Regions from separate parts of the Zea mays genome. Here region 1 is linked to region 2. The links are chromatin contacts, called in public Hi-C maps. All regions are on one chromosome and are shown on one strand. The core of a region is the stretch at or near the end of the contact, and the rest is flanking DNA. Distances in the headings are between cores, read along the strand shown.

The links. A called contact is a pair of places that touch in the nucleus more often than the background predicts.
Region 1: a contact with region 2 is called in a Hi-C map of ear, with 2.4 times the contacts expected there. The contact joins the promoter of LOC103653701 here to the promoter of LOC103653700 in region 2. A contact is called at or near these places in 3 of 25 Hi-C or Micro-C datasets (ear, endosperm and tassel).

Annotation. Positions count from the first base shown.
Region 1 is chr4:134,804,694-134,808,086 of Zm-B73-REFERENCE-NAM-5.0, reverse strand. It overlaps LOC103653701 (ARM-repeat/Tetratricopeptide repeat (TPR)-like protein), which reads left to right and starts at 1,714. Exons shown (of 4, transcript XM_008680532.3): 1 at 1,714-2,193.
Region 2 is chr4:134,598,588-134,601,905 of Zm-B73-REFERENCE-NAM-5.0, reverse strand. It overlaps LOC103653700 (pentatricopeptide repeat-containing protein At4g14850), which reads right to left and starts at 1,322. Exons shown (of 1, transcript XM_008680531.4): 1 at 1-1,322. The coding sequence starts at 1,233.

The DNA of each region.
Region 1 (3,393 bases), core at 465-2,964, 210 kb before region 2:
CCCAGAAGACGACGAACTCCGCTTCGCCCGACCCAGGGCTCGGACTCGGGCTCAGCCCCAGAAGATGACGAACTCTGCTTCGCCCGACCCTAGGGCTCGGACTCCGCCCTGGCCTCTGCCGAACGACTTCCGCCTCGCCCGACCTAGGGGCTCGGACTCGGCCTCGGCCGTGGAAGACAGACTCGACCTCGGCTTCGGAGGAGCCTCCACGTCGCCCGACCAAGGGCACAGGCCCGCCACGTCAACAGGAAGCGCCATCATCACCCTACCCCGAGCCGACTCGGGCCGCAGAGAACAAGACCGGTGTCCCATCCGGCTAGCTCCGCCAGATAGGCAATGATGGCGCCCCGCTAGCCCTGTGACGACGGCGGCTCTCAGCTCCCTTACGGAAGCAGGGGGACGTCAGCAAGGACCCAACCGCTCCGACAGCTGTCCCTCCGCCAGGCTCCGTTGCTCCTCCGACAGCCACGACATCACGCCAGCAGGGTGCCAAGATCTCTCCGGCTGCCACATTGGCATGTACCTAGGGCGCTAGCTCTTCCTCCGCTAGACACGTAGCACTCTGCTACACCCCCATTGTACACCTGGATCCTCTCCTTACGCCTATAAAAGGAAAGACCAGGGCCTTCTTAGAGAAGGTTGGCCGCGCGGGGACGAGGACGGGACATGCGCTCTCTTGGGGCCGCTCGCTTCCCTCACCCGCGTGGACGCTTGTAACCCCCTACTGCAAGCGCACCCGACCTGGGCGCGGGACGAACACGAAGGCCGCGGGATTTCCACCTCTCTCACGCCCGTCTCCGGCCACCTCGCTTCCCCCCTTCGCGCTCGCCCACGCGCTCGACCCATCTGGGCTGGGGCACGCGGCACTCACTCGTCGGCTTAGGGACCCCCCGGTCTCGAAACGCCGACAATTAAGATTAGTAGAGTTCACCAGATAGTATTTACCTGCACAAACATAAATATGAACTTCAATACATATGCCACAAATTAATAACGAATGATACAAAAGTACAAGATAGTTATACCTTCTTCCACACCAAGTGTCAACTGTACAACGTGCACACACTGGGATCTGCTTCCTAATTAACAACATTTACATTAGTGTGTATGAGCACCACAACAGAAAGCCTAACTGCTAAGCAGAGGAATGGATATTCGAGTCAAACACTGAGAATCTGAGGCGGCTGCAAGGAGACGCGGCCCGATGACCGATTCCGCAGTATCGTTGTAAGCGCGATTCTCACAAAAGCGCGGTCAACAGAAGCTGACCCAGAAGCGGTGCGTTTGACATCCAAAAGCTGCTTCTAGCCACCAAAATCAGCCCAAAAGCTGAACCAAACACTGCCTTAATTGGTGGGTTTTGCAAAAAAAAGAAAATAATTGATGGATTATATAATGATGTAGAAAAGAAAGTCATTATACGATGAGTTTTAGATTTGTTTCCAATAATAAATTTATGAAGGGCCTACTTGTAAAATAACTTTTCAAAAGTAACTAAAATATGTATTTTTCGCCTAGGGCGGGCCCTTGGCCGTGTCGGGCGCCATGATTTGGTTTGACGGGATGGGGGCTCATGACTCATGGATGGACCCTGCTGCCGGCCTGCCGCTGCTTCGCGGTCCCGGCGGCGGCTCTACGCGGGTCCAACGCTCGCACGGGAGCAGCGTGAGCGTGACGGGAAGGGGCTGGCCTGGGGGACCGTGGACACCGGTGATGGGTTGGGTTGGGTGGGTGGGTGGCGAGGCCCGCCCGTCGCTCGTCACATGGCCGGACCCGACGCATCGGCCCCGTGGACCGCGCGCGCCGCGGCTCGATCCTAGCCGTAAATGGACGTGGGCCCCCGACCTGGGAGTCCGTCCGACGCCACCATCGGCCATCGCGCCCTCCCCAAATCGCCTCGTCCGCCCAATTATGCTCCTCAAACCGCACGCGCGCGCGCGACTCACCGCCGTTGTCGTCGTCGTGTTCGCGGAGATCCGCGGGGCTCGCCCATCCCCCTCCTCCCTGCTCTCCTCCCCAGCACCCACGGCCCGCTGCTGCCCCTCCGCGCGCCCCCTCGCCAAACCCTAGCTTGGCCATCTCCCCCCACTGCCCCGGCGCCACCACCTGCCCTGCCCTGCGCGTGGCCGGCGGCGCCGACCGCCGCCATTGTCTTACGGAGGCGTCCGAGTCCCGACGCGTTGGAATGCGCTGGTAAGGTGCCATTTCTCTGTGCGGAGTTCAGATTGGTAGCTGAGGTTCATGTCGCCGCCGGGATTTTCAAATCTCCAGCTTGAAACCCCTCTCCAGCTACCAGATTATTAGGAACTCCTTTCCGTAGCTGCAAGTTCCAGCCACTCGCTCAAAGCTTTTGAAATTCAAGCTGCGAGTTCAAGTTTCCGGACGATAGTAAAAATTTTGAGCTGATAATTCACTCCTCAGCTCATACTTTTGATCTATTCTAACTCTAGATGCAATTTGAAAGTGGGGGATGGCCAATGAGAGGTTTAGAGTGATGGTGTCTACCACTTGACTTCGAAGTCGGTGCATCCCTTTCCTGAGTGTTGAATTCACTTTCCCATTTTTCATGTCCCTGAAACCAACAAAACATAGCAAATTGATTAAATTTCTCACCTTCTGTTTAGGTTACGTTACTCTGTACAGAAGACTTTATTCTGAAAATTTCTACTTCTTATTTGGGAACTTAAACCAATGTTCATACAGCAGATAAACTGCACACAAATTAGAGTCCATCTATTCACTAGTATCATCACTGAAGATGGTCTAAATAGAGGACCGGGTGTCCGGGTGGCGTGAGAGGCGTTGTCCCTCCACCAGGTGGGGGGGGTCAAGGTTTCTCACCCATGTGTGTGTGTTGGGGGGGGGGGGGGAGCCTGCTGCCTTGGGCCGGTACGACCCGCGAGTGATTGGAGAGGGGGTTTGGGATTTTCTCGGTCGGGACCTGTGTTAAGGTCTCTTCTTCAGCCCGTGGAGGGGTTGAGTGTGCCTTGAGTGCCGGCCCTGGGCTAAAACCGGGAGGGCGGTCTATCCCTCCCCGGCCGAGTTTTTTTTTATGTTCTAAATAATTTAATTAATTATACATCGCGTTATCGTCTCTCGTGATATATACATAGTACTTTTTTTGAAGTTTCAACACTCTAGTGCTTTCCTAATTTTGCTGAAGTTGCTTGTTGTGCTCCAGATCTGCTTGCCGATGGTTGCCAAGTTATCAGATGATTGTAGGAAGAATACACTTTGTCAAATGGCATAGTTGTTTGCTTTCTGTTGTATTTAGTTTCCTACGCTGTTCGTCTGCTTGGTTTTGCGGCAGCTGCTGCTACAACGGTTTATGGTGCAAGGCACTAATTACTGTAGCTGCAGTGAAAATTGCAGCTGGCAGCGCTGCTAGAACAG
Region 2 (3,318 bases), core at 73-2,572:
TGTCGTCCTATTGACATCAAGGTCAAGCCCCTCCTTCCTCATCCTGTGAAAGAGTGACAGCACCTCACCATGCCGTCCGTCATGAGAGCAGCCTGAGATCAGTGCATTCCACAAAATCAGATCCCTTCGGGGCATGAAATCAAACACCTTCCTTGCGTCATCCAAGAACCCATGCTTTGCGTACATGTCGACAAGGCCAACAGCGACAAACTCATCAAAATCTGCAACGGCCTTGACCATAAACCCATGGATTTGCCGGCCCAAATTGAATGCACCAGCACCAGCACAAGCCTTCAGAACACTAGATAAGGTGAACACATTGGGCACCAATCCTGAAGACTTCATCTGTAGTAGCAGCTCCAGTGCACGGTGATCATGCCCATGGGTTACACAGCCAGAAATGAAAGCATTCCATGAGACGACGTCCGCCGCAGGCATCTTCTCGAAAACCGTTGCTGCCATTTCAATGTCTCCCAGCTTTGAGTACATGTCGACCAGCGCATTTGCTGTGAACACATCCTTTTCATATCCCGTCCTCACCACTGCACCGTGCACCTGCCTCCCAGCCTCCAAATCCCTCGATCCCGTGCACGCGTTCACCACGCACGAGAACCCGAACTCATTCGGCCGCTCCCCGCTCCACACCATTTCGCGGAACACCCCGATGGCATCCCCGCTCTGGTCGTTCTTGACGTACGCCGATATCATGGTGTTCCACGAAACGGCATTCCTCTCCCCTCCAACGCCTACATACTCGTCGAACATCCTCCTGGCCTCGTCCACCATGCCGAACCCGCCGTACACGGCCACAAGCGCGTTGGCGACGAAGACATCGTGGACGAGCCTCGTGGCCACGGCCAGCGCGTGCACCTGCGCGCCGAACCGGACGTCCGGCGCGCACTTGAGCACGACGGGGAGCGCGAACTCGTTGCACGGGACGCCGCGCCCGCGCATGGCCCGAAACGCCAAGAGTGCGTCCCGGGGCATGCCGTTGTTCGAGTAGGCGGTGACGAGCGAGGACCAGGAGACGTGGCACGGGTCGGGGATTTCGTCGAACACCGCGCGTGCTGCGCTCGGTAGACGGCACCTGGAGTAGAGTGTGAGGAGGTGGTTGCTGAAGCCGGCGAGAAGGCCGGACTTGAGGAGGTGGGAGTGGAGGTGCGCTCCGGCGAACAGCGACCGCGACGTGCCGAAGCGGGCCAGGGCCGAACCGATGGTTTCCGGAGTCCGCATCGGTGTGGCATCCTACAATGAGCCGCCGCCTCCCGGGCAGGCCGCAGGCGGCAAAGGTTCAGCTTGGGAACATGCCATGGGGATGCGGCGGGCCGATATGTCAGCCTGTGAGGTGTTAGGGTATATACAACCCAAAGGGCACGTACAACAGTGGGGAACAAGATTACGAAGGTAAATGAGGGGCTATAATTCTTCATTATTCAATTTTGAATAAAAAAGATTTTAGTTCTTTCAATCCTCTCTAATACATTGCTCCTAAATAAGTCCGATGTTTTGAGTCGTCTTTTTGTCTGTGTCTAAAAAGGTAAATGTAAACAAACTCAAGTCACATCTCTTAACAAAGACGTGTCTTACCTCTTTGTTCGAGATGGAGGACATAGTTGATTGGTCTATTGAACTTATTGAATATTCTTATTGGGTCCAATAAATATAGTAAAACATAAGTTTTAGACACGTTCATTGTATCATATCGTGCATTAGTTATGTCTTATACTTAGAGTGTCGTAAAACGATGTCAAGCTTATACATGCTCTTAAATGAGGGGTTTCTTGTGGGGTCTTTAGAGAGCTAAGTGAAAAAAATCAAGAGACGGGCTATTCGTGCGTCTCTACACGACTCTCTATGCATATTGTGTCTTGGCTGTATTTATTCTCTAGATGCTCAGGGTTATATCATGTAGTCTCTTATCTATCTCTTATATTTAAAAAACTGTTCTAAGGGCTTAGGGTAGTATATGCCCTTGTGCAGGTTACTGTGTTCGCGTGATGACGGAGGGCAGATAGTAGAGATGAAAATAGGACAGGTACCCGAGACGAGTATCGAATACGGTTATAAAAACATGACAGATTTTTGGATATGAATACACATATTTTTTATTAGGACGGACATGAGTAGTACTCAGATATTAAACTCTAGATACAAGTAGGATATGAAATCACTAATACTCGATAAGTATCCGTAAATTTCGGGTAGGATACTGTTGCGTGATGACGTTGTGGACTACTGGAGTATGGTGGGGTCTGGGCGGCTGGGCCTGCCTGCTAGCATGTTCCCTGCTGGCCCACCTCTGGAATCCAGATGGCCCATTACGACATTAAGCAAAGGCAGCAAATGGACATGTTAATTAACGTGTAGCAGTATGGAACTACATTTGTGGAACACTTGAACATTTATTAACCTGTTACACTTTCCCATTACGACAGTAGTTAACATGTAATATTATATTTGTGTTGTTTTATTTAGTGTATGAAAATAATGAACACTTGAACATGTAGTTAATGTCAACTATCTACTATCTATTATATACTTGTAGACTTGTGAATTATGCCTAAAATAAGGGATATGTTGTCGATTTTTTTAAAATTGTATTATTGGTTCTATAATATCCTTGTGATTAGTAACTTTGAACTGCATAATGTTAATTTTATCGGTTTATTTTTCTATATTTGAGATACATGATTATGTATTTTTTATTTATTTGTTTGTTGGACTGTTGGACAATTAATATTATCAGGGCGAATTATCCGACAAATATCTGTTATCTATCCGAATAATATCTGATATATGTTTCTTACCCGCCTGAATTTTTACCCGGTCTCATCATGTATCCGTCCCGAATTTTAACTTCTCGTATTCAGTCTCATATCCAAGAGAAATACAATAGGATAGGATACGAGATGACGTTGTATCCGTCCCGTTTTCATCTCTAGCATGGAGCATCTCCTCCTCAGAAAATGACTTATGAAAAATCAAAATTTCAAGAGTATCTCAAAATTATTAGGGGTATATTTTAATCCTTTCTCCAGCAGTTCCTTTAAAGTTGGTCAAAAATATTTTAAACTAGACCAAATCAGTCTTAGCCCATGTTGATAAATTTTACGGGTGTATTTTCTTCTTCTACAGCTTTGAGCTCTGCCAACCGATCAAACCTATGCCGCTATCAAAGGTCGCTAGCAGTACACGTGCGGGCGTGGCTAGCTAGAGAGGACCAACGGTGGCGGCAAGCGACAACAGAGGCTTGACTAACAATATAATGGATGTCCAATAGCGGGTCGTGCGACGGTAGATATCGAATAGCAGGGGCGC